2 separate regions of the Mus musculus genome follow, and region 2 is linked to region 1. The links are chromatin contacts, called in public HiChIP or PLAC-seq maps. All regions are on one chromosome and are shown on one strand. The core of a region is the stretch at or near the end of the contact, and the rest is flanking DNA. Distances in the headings are between cores, read along the strand shown. Region 1 has its middle 16 kb from the start of Gm41534. Region 2 overlaps Gm41534 (a long non-coding RNA gene).

Region 1 (2,807 bases), core at 277-2,776:
GGGAGGGAGAGAGGGAGGGAGAGAGAGAGAGGGAGGGAGAGAGAGGGAGAGAGAGAGAGGGAGGGAGAGAGAGAGAGAGAGGGAGGGAGAGAGAGAGAGGGAGAGAAAGGGAGAGAGAGGGAGAGAGAGGGAGAGACAGGGAGAGAGAGACCTGGATCATGTCCCTTTCATCTGCAACTAAGACTTATGTATAAAAATATTTTGTAAAATAATTGTCCACAGATACACACAAAAATATATTTTAAGGAAGAAGTGTACTTTAAGCACTACTCTAATCCAAAGTGTGCATATACATATGCAAACATAAAGCACATAGGGCTTTTGTGGGCACTGGCCAGGGTATTACAACTTAGGAATGTATGCTCACCAGAGCTAAGGCTGAGCTGGACCACCCACTAAACAGGGGCCACCCAAGGGAAAATTGGAGACCTGGGCAGGCAGTGCTGCCAGATTTGCTTCACAAAAACAGCTGCAGACATGGAATAGAACTGGGATGGCCATCCCAGCACCTGCTGCCTGGCCCAGACAGCTGGGGATAAGGCTGTGTGGGCCCAGCTGCTTTTAGGAAGGGCACTAACAAAGACTACCGCCGTTTTGGCATATGTCAACTCTTGCTATATTTGGTTGAGGAAGTTTGGCAGGGAGTTATGTGGTGTACCAACTAAAATTTAGGCTGATTAGTCATAAACCAGAATCATAAAATCATAGGATTGGAGGAACCTCCCGTAAAGTGGGTTTCAAACTTTGGTATGAATTAGAATAACATTGGGAATTCCAAACAAGGGTGGTTTCCAGACCTAACACCTTACAGAATCTAACGCAGTGGGTCTTGAGTGAAATTATTTAGAATTTACATTTTAGTCAGTACATGAAGTAAATTTCATCTAGATGAACTATGGAGTTTAAAGTTCTAAGGAACCTCACAGTTTGAGATATTTGTTTAAAATGTATATCATGTTGAGTTCTTATTTCAAAAGTAAGGTTGTATATAAATCTACCAGAAGTTATGAATTTCCCCTCTGCTAAACACAAATATGTAAGAATCATCCAAGTGATTATTGTCTTAAAGGTTCAGTATAGGCCACCAGCCATACATTTCCTTTAATGCCTCTACCTGCCAAAGTTACCACAACCTTTACAAACAGCACTACCAGGTGAAGATCAAGTTTCAAACAGCAAAGCCTAAAGGGCAGATTTCATATTCAAACCACAGTTAGGCAGGCTTCTATGAGGAAATACAAGATTAGCAGGAGGAAGTCAAAGTTCTGCGACAATATGGTTGCCCAGGATAAAACCAAGTAGGACCAGGGGCCCTATGAAGTCAGGGAAAGACTGTATGCAATGAATGATTGACACTACAGATTTATCAGAAGGGCTGGATGATATGATAAAAGGTTTGTGTTGGGGCAAAATAAACTTGATAGACAGGTGACAGGAATTTACAAACTGCAGTTGTATGAGCCAGTGGAAGGATACTTTTGTGCAAGGCCCTGGTGCTGTTGTATTTTGATGTTAATTCCATTCTCCTAGGAGGGGTTGTCTGGAATGAGGAATGAGTCACATACACAAGTGACTCCTTGTGACCCATCCCCTAATGAATACAGTAATTAATCCCTGGGAGAGTAGGTGGGACTTCTGGGCTGGAGAGAGGAAGAGAGGAAACAGAAAAGAGTTAGGGGCTTTTTTTTTTTTTTTTTTTTTTTGGTCGGGTTAGCGAGAGGCAAGATGTAGCTACTAGTGTCTCCCGGTTTATATGGCCAATATGCCAAGATTCTCCAACAGAGGATTTAGATTTAATATGGTTTAGAAGATTAGGATTATGGTTGTTGTGCCCAGAGATTGAGTTTCCATTGTTTCTGAAAGTTTGTGTTGCATTTTCCTTCATGCCACGGTTTGACTGGGTTTAAGAGAGAAAGGTTCGGCAGCAAAGCGTAGGTTTGCCAGATGTGCACCAAAAAGGCCGTGGGGATTTTGAAGCATGGGGCTAGCTCATAACGATTCATCAGTGGGAATTTAGCGAGCTGGGTGGAAAGATTTGAAACTCCGGGGCCAGAGAGTCTGCTGAGATGAGAACACCTGGCTAGAGCCATGTGGCCCCCCCGCCCCCCACCCCCGTGCCCAAAGTAGCGCAGGAATTTGCTGTTCATTTTAATATTTCTCACAACACACTCTGAACAAGAAAAAATATTTTTATTGAGGGGAGGAGAGGGTGATAGAGGTAGATAGATAGGACATTGATAGATAATAGATAGATGATAGATAGCCAGATCCAGCATGGAAATCCATGAAGGAATATTGGGGAATAAAACACCACAATGAGTAAAGAGAGGAAATGGAAGCCGTTTACCAAAGACAAACCATATAAAGCCGAGCAGTACTGTTTTTTATAACAGATCCATAGTCCTCAGGAGACTCAGAGCCAGCTTCAGATCCAGTGACTATTCTGGTGTATGAATCAGCGGTAGAGAGAAACACCATTTTATCATTCTATATGATCCAAAGACAGCAGCTAGGCATCACATGAAAGAGAATCGAATCTATTGTCAAAATCTGAATTCTTCAGGGATCTGATCTGAGTGAAGGGGAGAAAGCGCCGACTCATCCTGCTTAATCTCCTAGGTAAGGGAAGGGCCGGAAGGGAGAGGCAGTTCTGTGGCACAGGAGAGTCAGACACATACAAAGGAAAAAAATGTGACCAGGTTGGAAAGTGTACAGGGAAGGATTATATGATCAACCGAGAATTACTCTGGTGCGTGGTAGATTGAATCATGAGACCAGCCAGGAATCAAATTCAGCAGCCACTTATC
Region 2 (2,807 bases), core at 298-2,797, 150 kb after region 1:
CAAAGTAATCAGTAACAGACTTGGATTTGAACTCAGACTCCCTGGAGACAGGAGTAGGTGATCAGAACAGGAGAATAAGGCTTAAGGATGGCAGTAACGGAAGGCCAACTTGTCCCCAAACAGAGCATAAAATAAAGATGATCAGATGTGATCTTTGAGGTTTCACATGAACTTAACAGTCACAGTACAAAGGTGAAGACAATCAATTGTCATCAGGCATAGAAAACAACAGCTGAATAAATCCTAGTACTCATGCCTTTTTACAGTGACCCCAGAATCCCAGTGGAAGATTTTCACTATTCTTTTTCCTAGTCTAGTTTTAATAGAAGCTTACATTTAAGAAGCCAAGAAGATCTTAATTTATTTGGGGAATATTACATTAGTTTTCTCAGAATAGTAAAGGCCATGGAAACCAAAATCTTGCAAAATGAAAAACAACAGATGTCACACAGCTGCTCTTCACGCCATAGCTATGTGAAGGGAGTCCTGTGACCTTCACACTGGCTTTGCCACTATTTCTAGTCAGCTGACCTTGGTGAATTTCCACAGATTATTTTTTCTCTTTACCAACTGGAAACTTTCCTTTTTTGAATTTTCTATTATGTATTTGTATAACTCAAATGGTTATGGATCTGAACAGAAATTCCCAAAAGATGAAATAAAAATGGCTAAAATGTCACTTAAAAATAGTTCACGGTCTCTAGCAGTTAGGGGAATGCAAATTAAAAAACAACTTTGAGATTTCATTTTTCCCCTGGCAGGCTGAATAAGACCAACAAAATCACCTAGAACAAATTCTGGCAAGGATGTAAGGAAAGGAGAACCCTTATACATTGTTGTTTTTGCAAACTGGTACAACTACTATGGAAATTAGTGTGGATTATTCTAAAAAATAAGATCAATTGCATGACTCGCTTATACTATTCCTTCTTATATGCCCAAAGGACTTAACATCCTCCTCTACAAGCACTTGCTTAGCACTGATTTTTGGCTGCTCTGTTCACAACAGTGAGGAAATGGAAACAACCTAAATGTTCTTCAACTGAAAAATGGATTAAAAAAAAAATCTAGTACATATACATAATGAACACTATTCAGCTGTAAAGAAAAATGAAATCACAAAATTTGTAGGTAAGTGAATGGAAGTTAAAATACTATTCTGAGTGGTATATAGCGCCAAACTTCGGCAGACCCTCTTGGTCCCTTGTTTGCATAGAATGGGTCTCTAGTTGCAGGTGGACAAGGAGTCGGGCGAATGAATGACAGACAGATGCAAAACAGGAGATTGTGTAGAATCTGAATGTATTGTCACAAAGTGAACACCAGTCTTAAATAATACAGAAAATAAAGGGGGTAGGATGTCACAGCAGGCAAAGTACATTGAAGTTACCTGACACAAAACAAAGGAATGACTTCAAAAGGACTTACAGGAACCAGGTAATATTTACAGTAAAGATAAAACCGCCCTGCCTAGGGTCAGCAAATGACAGGTAAGGATTTCACACCCTAGTCACAATTTGTGCTACTCCTTTGAGCCTTGTTAAAGCTAGCACCAGGGGGTTCTGCTCTAGCAGGCCTTCTCATGAATAATGCAATACCACAACCCCCCTCTTTCCTAGGCCTGATAAATTCTTGTATGAGTGTAACTTGGCTGTTCTTTTAAGTATCTGTGGAGAATCTCCATTTGTCAGAAGAATTCACCAACTTGCTTCTAATATGCAATGTAGACTGCTATACCTGGCTGTAGTGAAGATTCCTGTCTCAGTGGGATTCCCTAACTTTTACATGGTAAACCCACCTATTAGCTAGGCCATTGTGTATTCCCTTGTTTGGGTAAGACTGGCTACTGTCCCAAGTAAACACTCTGCAGACCAGCCCTGAGCTATTCTGGCTCTGTTCTTTGTAATGCCTAATTAGTTTCAATGTCTCTACTAGAAGTAAATTTGAATGTTCCTGAATAGGTAGCCTTCTTACTGAATTCCTACTGAATTCCAAGTTTGTCGACTTCAAGGATTTTCTGGGACATTGGAACACTGGCGAAGGCTTAGCTATGTCAGAATTCAATCTTAAAAGGCACTTATAATAAAATAATACTAAAAGAGAGCACGTGGATCCATACACCAGACTAACGCAGGGATAGGGTATGAGTATACGGGTTATGAGAACGCCAAGGTTCCAGGAGGTGAGTTTCTCTGAAACTCTTTGCCTCATGAGTGCTTCCAGGCTTCTCAGCCTGTCAAGCAGACTACACTGGAGTGTGTGTAGCAATTCCCAACCCCCACATTTTGTGGCTCTTGGCTCCAAATCATCATATGTGAGAGCACAACCTGGTACAACCACAGCAACCAGGAAAAGTAAAAGAGACAATGGGAGGATGGGCCAGATGGAGCTTTAGAGAGGAGGGTAGCTGGATATAGGTGCTATAAAGGGGAAGATGGGCAAAACAGTAGGAAGGGGCTTTCTTGGGGAGGGGAGAAGAAGGCAGTATGGGAGTTGATGGAAAAATAAATAACAATAAGGGTATTTGAAAAGACTATAGGGAATCATTTTATTTTATATTTACTTAAAATTATATATGCACGGATACATATATGTTCATATACATACATGCAAATACATATACATTCACATCCACATATACATAGTTGAAATGAAGTTATGCCACTTGGGGTGATAATGTTCTCTGAAAGAGTGATAGACTATGTAACAAAAATCTCGGCACTGTGCATAAGAAATATCCTTTCAAATTATTGATTATATATGCACAGTAACTCCAAAACAATTATAGGTTATTGATTTTGCCTCTG

The links. HiChIP or PLAC-seq counts read pairs in DNA pulled down with a chosen protein or histone mark.
Region 2: a contact with region 1 is called in an H3K27ac HiChIP or PLAC-seq map of stem cell-derived epiblast-like cells, with 2.7 times the contacts expected there. The contact joins two enhancer-like sites. A contact is called at or near these places in 1 of 484 Hi-C or Micro-C datasets (myocytes) and 2 of 115 datasets of contacts at active chromatin or transcription factors (epiblast stem cells and stem cell-derived epiblast-like cells).

Annotation. Positions count from the first base shown.
Region 1 is chr17:16,218,310-16,221,116 of GRCm38.p6, forward strand. No RefSeq gene overlaps it. Among named protein-coding and RNA genes, the nearest start is that of Gm41534, 16 kb to the right of the region's middle. Within about 2 kb of position 1,527, at least 18 of the 459 cell types and tissues checked have an H3K27ac peak or open chromatin away from gene starts, as enhancers often do. A contact at or near this core is called in stem cell-derived epiblast-like cells, where this site is marked.
Region 2 is chr17:16,372,719-16,375,525 of GRCm38.p6, forward strand. All of the region lies in intron 2 of Gm41534 (a long non-coding RNA gene), which reads left to right. Among named protein-coding and RNA genes, the nearest start is that of Gm41534, 140 kb to the left of the region's middle. Within about 2 kb of position 1,548, at least 12 of the 459 cell types and tissues checked have an H3K27ac peak or open chromatin away from gene starts, as enhancers often do. A contact at or near this core is called in stem cell-derived epiblast-like cells, where this site is marked.